2 separate regions of the Triticum aestivum genome follow, and region 1 is linked to region 2. Evidence: chromatin contacts called from public Hi-C data. All regions are on one chromosome and are shown on one strand. Each heading gives the region's core, a stretch centred on a gene start, on an enhancer-like site or on the middle of the called end of the contact. The rest is flanking DNA. Distances are from core to core; before and after follow the strand shown. Region 1 overlaps LOC123188211 (calcium-dependent protein kinase 20). Region 2 holds the start of LOC123188210 (polygalacturonase inhibitor 1).

What was found. A called contact is a pair of places that touch in the nucleus more often than the background predicts.
Region 1: a contact with region 2 is called in a Hi-C map of leaf, with 5 times the contacts expected there. The contact joins the enhancer-like site here to the promoter of LOC123188210 in region 2. A contact is called at or near these places in 2 of 5 Hi-C or Micro-C datasets (both in leaf).

What each region holds. Positions count from the first base shown.
Region 1 is chr2A:176,721,297-176,723,996 of IWGSC CS RefSeq v2.1, forward strand. It overlaps LOC123188211 (calcium-dependent protein kinase 20), which reads right to left. Exons shown (of 8, transcript XM_044600248.1): 7 at 2,649-2,700; 8 at 2,118-2,538. The coding sequence ends at 2,386. Among protein-coding and RNA genes, the nearest start is that of LOC123188211, 4.3 kb to the right of the region's middle. Within about 2 kb of position 1,350, at least 1 of the 8 cell types and tissues checked has an H3K27ac peak or open chromatin away from gene starts, as enhancers often do. A contact at or near this core is called in leaf, where this site is marked.
Region 2 is chr2A:176,475,452-176,478,151 of IWGSC CS RefSeq v2.1, forward strand. LOC123188210 (polygalacturonase inhibitor 1) reads left to right here and starts at 1,359. Exons shown (of 1, transcript XM_044600247.1): 1 at 1,359-2,700. The coding sequence starts at 1,482. The coding sequence ends at 2,489.

The DNA.
Region 1 (2,700 bases), core at 100-2,599, 250 kb after region 2:
TGACATGATGTTCATCCTATAACTCTTTAAGTATCTTCACAACACAAATGGTTGGATCTTTCTTAAGCATAGCTGCTGCCTTGTCAGCCACCCAAGTTTGACTTGTCATGCTAGTCACTTTTCCACTTGTTGAACTACAAATATGCTCTGTTTGATGCTTAACAACCTACAACAAAGAATGATACAGATCGAAAGTTTATTATAGTGACAAAAAATGAAGAAAGGAATATACAAAGCACAAAAAAAATTGACACTGCTTCTACAAGCTCTTAGGTTTCAACAAGTTTGCTCCACTGAGACGGAGGCTCGGAAATGGCAACATGGCGCGCTATCGATTGATGTAGGGAGAAGAAGACTTCGGCGACCCCTAACAATTTAGATGCGTTTTTCAACTCATGTAAAAGTATTTTTGTAAGTGTTTGCGCTACTTAATGTGTGGCCTCGGGCCCTTTGGCAAAAAGAAAAGATGATGCTTGTTAGATATCCCCACTTCGTCAACGTGATTTGTTGAGGAAAGAGTCGGTTTATTTTGCTAACTGAACGTAACTCAGATGGTTAGGTTTCATGTGGTGGAACCGGCCCATCTGGGTTCAAATCAGAGGCGGAGCTAGCATCGGATTATGCCTAGGGCTATGTACCTTAAATGATGCACTTTGATGATTCTTTTGGTACTTCCTAAGAAGAAATTACAAGGGTGATCATTACTAGACCTGCAGCTATAGCCCTATAGCTCTACTTACCATAGGCCGGTCTTCGCCCTGGTTCAAGTCCTAGACATGGCATTGGTGATGTGCCGTTTTATTCTTTCGGATATACTTATGGGGTAGGGTGTGCGTACATGCGTGCTTGCGTGTATAAAATCTTGAGCCGATTTTCAACATAAAGTATCAATAGCATCTCAGGTGCACCTTCTGGTTGCTGAGGGGTATAGGTATCAATAGCATCTCAGGTGCATCTGCTACAGCGTTTGAGGTAGGCTGTCGCTAGAAAATACCAGTTCCCTGAATCCCGGGTGATTTCTAGCGCAACTTGGCTTGAAAGGTGACATCTCGTCATCAAGGAGACAAGAACCAACAACGCTTCAGCTTGAAATTGCAAGACCGACGAACTTACTCCCATTGGCTGCATCACCGACATCATCGTTGCCCACTGATCACTTGAGACTAACCTTTCAGATACTATCATTTATTGACGCAAGTGTCGCCGGGTCCATGACGCGTTCTGCGTTCACACATACCAGCAGCAGCAGCAGATGCTGACCAGATAAGAAGATCACGCGGGGTGCAACGTAGACAAAGAGAGACCAGGCGAACGAAAGGCCCCGTGCGACATCAGCCGAGGACACGCAGGTCAAAGGCAACTCGAACTGGTCCAAACATCCAATGCCCCCGGACCTGCTGGCTGCTGTTGAGGTGTCTGCCAGAGGACGGCAGCTCCCTTTCGGTCGCAAATGCAGTATGAAATACCCGTGCCAACCAACGAGACTGCAACTTGCCGACCAGATCCAACCATTTTTCTGGCAATGCTTAATGAGTCATCCTTTGCTCCGTGCCTGTGCAAATGCCATAGATTCTTGACCGGCTATCAAGTCCAACTTTAGGTGTTCAAATCTACCAGTTCCGTTCATCACATGCACGGACCATTTCTGGCTAACAGACTGGAACAGGCTCTGGGCACTCGAAAAGTAAACCCAGCGTGCTCAGCTATCATAACATAGTTATAGATTATGTTGTCAAGCTTTGGTGATTGATGAATCTCTGCATAGATCCTCTACAATGATACTTGCAAAATAATACACCCTCCCAATACTTACAGAGAGTAATATATATAGACACATTTTGCATATGTCGCATGTTACAAAATACTTCCTCTGTAAAGAAATATAAAAGCGTTTAGATCAGTAGTGATCTAAATGCTCTTATATTTTTTTACGGAGGAAGTAAGTGTCATGGTTTTAGTTCAAAATTGTCTGTGCCACGGCACTTATTTTGGAACGGAGGGAGTACGTGATTTTATTAGGAATTAAGCTGTCAATTTTACTTTCACCCTTTCAGCTTCAGAATATACTATCAACCAAACAGATGAACAAAACATTATGGTCAACAGAAGAGAGGAAATGCATACATCCACAAACTTTTTCCTCTTTCTCTTGTACACTACCTTTCATCAAAGGCGTAGTACTTTTTGTGATGGTCTGGATCACACAATCTACGTACAAAATAAATCTTCAACAATCAACTAATGCTTCATCAGGATACCAAGCGGAAATTAGAGCGCAACAGAATACCCAGATGAACAAAAGAAATACTTGTCAACAAAACCAGGAAGCTACACAAGGTTGGTTTTCATCTGGAATTCACAACTTGCCTATTGCGGTATCATCTACTATTGGGTACTTGTTATCTGCAACGATCCGTCCTTCTGCAGCTTCAAGCTGAGGCTAGTGAACCGTTCTCTCGAATATTGTCTCGAGGCTTTCCTCCAGTCGGTTCCGGCCTTCATCATTGCCACAAACTCATCAAAGCTTATCTTGCCATCCTACAATTCATGAATCACAATGTTCATCATTTCAGTCAAGAGTCAAATGATAGCAATCAAAAGGATGAGAAACAAAACTAGCATGCTTTGCCAACCAGTTGGTGAGTTACCTTATCAGTGTCCACATCACGGATGATGGCATTGATAACCTCTTCATGATTT
Region 2 (2,700 bases), core at 109-2,608:
CTCAGCCATTCACCACGTGTCGCGCTCTGGACGATTCCTTCGAATTTTATTTTTTTATTTTTCCGCACGCGTTTTTGGTTTTTTAAACGTTTTTTGGGGTTTTTTTCGACGTTTTGGTTTTTCTCCGGTCTTTCTTAGCTTTTCGATCAAAAAATTCAAAAAAAAATCATGAAAAAACGCGTTTGTTTCGTGAAAGTCACGGTTTTTCTTCCGCGAGAGGCACGGTTGTGCTTTAGCGAGAGTCACGGCCGTGCCTCTCGGAAACGAAGAAAAACACGTTTTCTGTTTTTTTTTCTTTAGCGAGAGTCACGGTTTTGCTTTCGCGAGAGGCACGGTTGTGCTTTCGCGATAGTCACGACCGTGCCTCTCGGAAAGGGAAAAATAAAACGCGTTTTCGAGAGGCACGGGCGTGCCTCTTTCGGAAAGGAAAAAAAACCATGCTCCTGGTTCGGTTTTTTTGCCCGGTTTTTTTCGTGAAAAAAAGAATTCGTCAAAACCTATCAACATGGGATCTAGTTTTGATGAACTCGACGTGAGGAATCCAATGATGAAAACGGTTCGTGATTTGGACGCACGGTTTAAAAGATAAAACATTTTGAATAAACGAATCTAGAAAAAAGGAAAAACTTAACAGGTTGCGATTTGTCGCGACCTGGAAAAATAGAGTGTTGTTTGAAACAAGTACTCCTTAATTAGTGATTTTGTCTCTTCCCTCCCTGATTTTAACCGGGTGGCCCCAACTGCAAATGCTGGCCCAATTAACAAACCCCACATCAGCTTTTACGTAAAATCTAAACGTAACATTAGCGTATGTGTAGCATTGCTCTGTTTCTTGGATTTAAAAAGCTCTAATTGTTCTCTTGTGGCTAGGCGACGCCGGTCTTGGTTATGGGAGATCGGCAAGCACATGTACGTGCATTAAGACTGCTACGTGACGAGCCCAATTATGCGGAGGCCGAAAAACGGACGAGCGAAAGCCCGGGTCCGGGAGTTCCCACATGCTATGCTAATCTAAATCATGCACGGACCAATGACGCCATATATTGACCTAAAAAAAACAATGGCGCCATACGGCGCGAGTCGAGCCGAACCCCACTGGGATGCTTCCCGGTTACCGCCGCTCCTTGTCCGGTTGCAGTCTGGGATTCATCCACCGGAGTGGTTCCGTTTCCCGCGCCATGCCGTGCTGCTGCCGCCGCCTCGTGCCCCCCCCTCGCACTCTCTGGGCCACCTCACCACGTCCCGCTTCGATCTTCGATGGTGGTCAAAAAACCTAGCCAAACTATAAAAATAAAAAATAAATTAAAAAAAGGTGGGACATTTATCCCCGGCCTCACGCCCTTTTAATACCGCCACCTCCAGAGCTCAGCTCAGCTCATCACTCCCACACTCAACACTTCCGCCACCTTGGCCTCCTCCTCCACAGCTAGCTAGCAAAGCTGAGCTAGTAGAAGGTAGCCACCCACAACCGCAGGGCGACGATGGCGTCGACCGCCGCCTTCCTCCCGCTGCTGGCGCTCCTGCTGGTGGCGACGGCGCATTGCTCGCCGCTGCTGCCCCAGCGGTGCCCGCAGGCCGACCGGCAGGCGCTGCTCCGGGTGAAGCAGGCGCTGGGCAGCCCGGCGACGCTCAAGACGTGGTCGCCGGCGTCGGCGGACTGCTGCGCGTGGGACCACCTCACGTGCGACGAGGCCGGGCGCGTGAACAACGTCTTCATCGACGGCGCCGACGACGTGCGCGGCCAGATCCCGTCCGCGCTGGCGGGGCTGACGGCGCTCATGTCGCTCTCGCTCTTCCGCCTCCCGGGCCTCCAGGGCCCCATCCCGGCCTGCCTCACCTCCCTCTCCAAGCTCGAGTTCCTCACCGTCTCCCACACCAACGTCTCCGGCTCCATCCCGGACTCCCTGGCGCGCCTCCACAGCCTCGACTCCGTCGACCTCTCCAACAACAGGCTCACGGGCGCCATCCCCAACTCCTTCGCCGACATGCCCAACCTCCGGTCGCTGGACCTCCGCCGGAACCAGCTCACCGGCCGCATCCCGGCCAGCCTCGTGCAGGGGCAGTTCCGGTCGCTGGTGCTGTCCTACAACCAGCTGACGGGCCCGATCCCGCGCGACGACGCGCAGGACGAGATCAACACCGTGGATCTGTCGCACAACCAGCTGAGCGGCGACGCGTCCTTCCTCTTCTCCGAGGGGCGGCCCATCGGCAAGGTGGACCTGTCCTACAACAACCTCGACTTCGAGCTGAGCAGGCTCAAGTTCCCCAAGGAGCTGACGTACCTGGACCTGAGCCACAACCGCATCAGGGGCACCGTGCCCCGGTCGCTGGAGGCGCTGTCCACGCTGCTCACGCTGGACCTCAGCTACAACAACCTCTGCGGGCCGCTCCCCAAGCTGCACGGCGTCATGCGGCACGGCTGCAAGGCCTACGAGCACAACCTCTGCCACCGCGGGGCGCCGCTCGAGAGCAGCTGCCACCAGCTCTGAGCTCGCCGCCGGCGCCCGGCAGGCGTACGTTATATGAGTGGTGTGTTGGCGTTCTCGTGCGCATACGGACGCACGAAGGACGGTGCTTTGGGGCTTAGTAAACTCACTAGTGGAGTGGAGCACCGCGGTGGTGGCAATGCCTGACACGCGCGGTCCTTGAGCTTGTGTACGAAACGATAGAGATGTGTGTGCGTGCCGTGTCCTGTGTGTG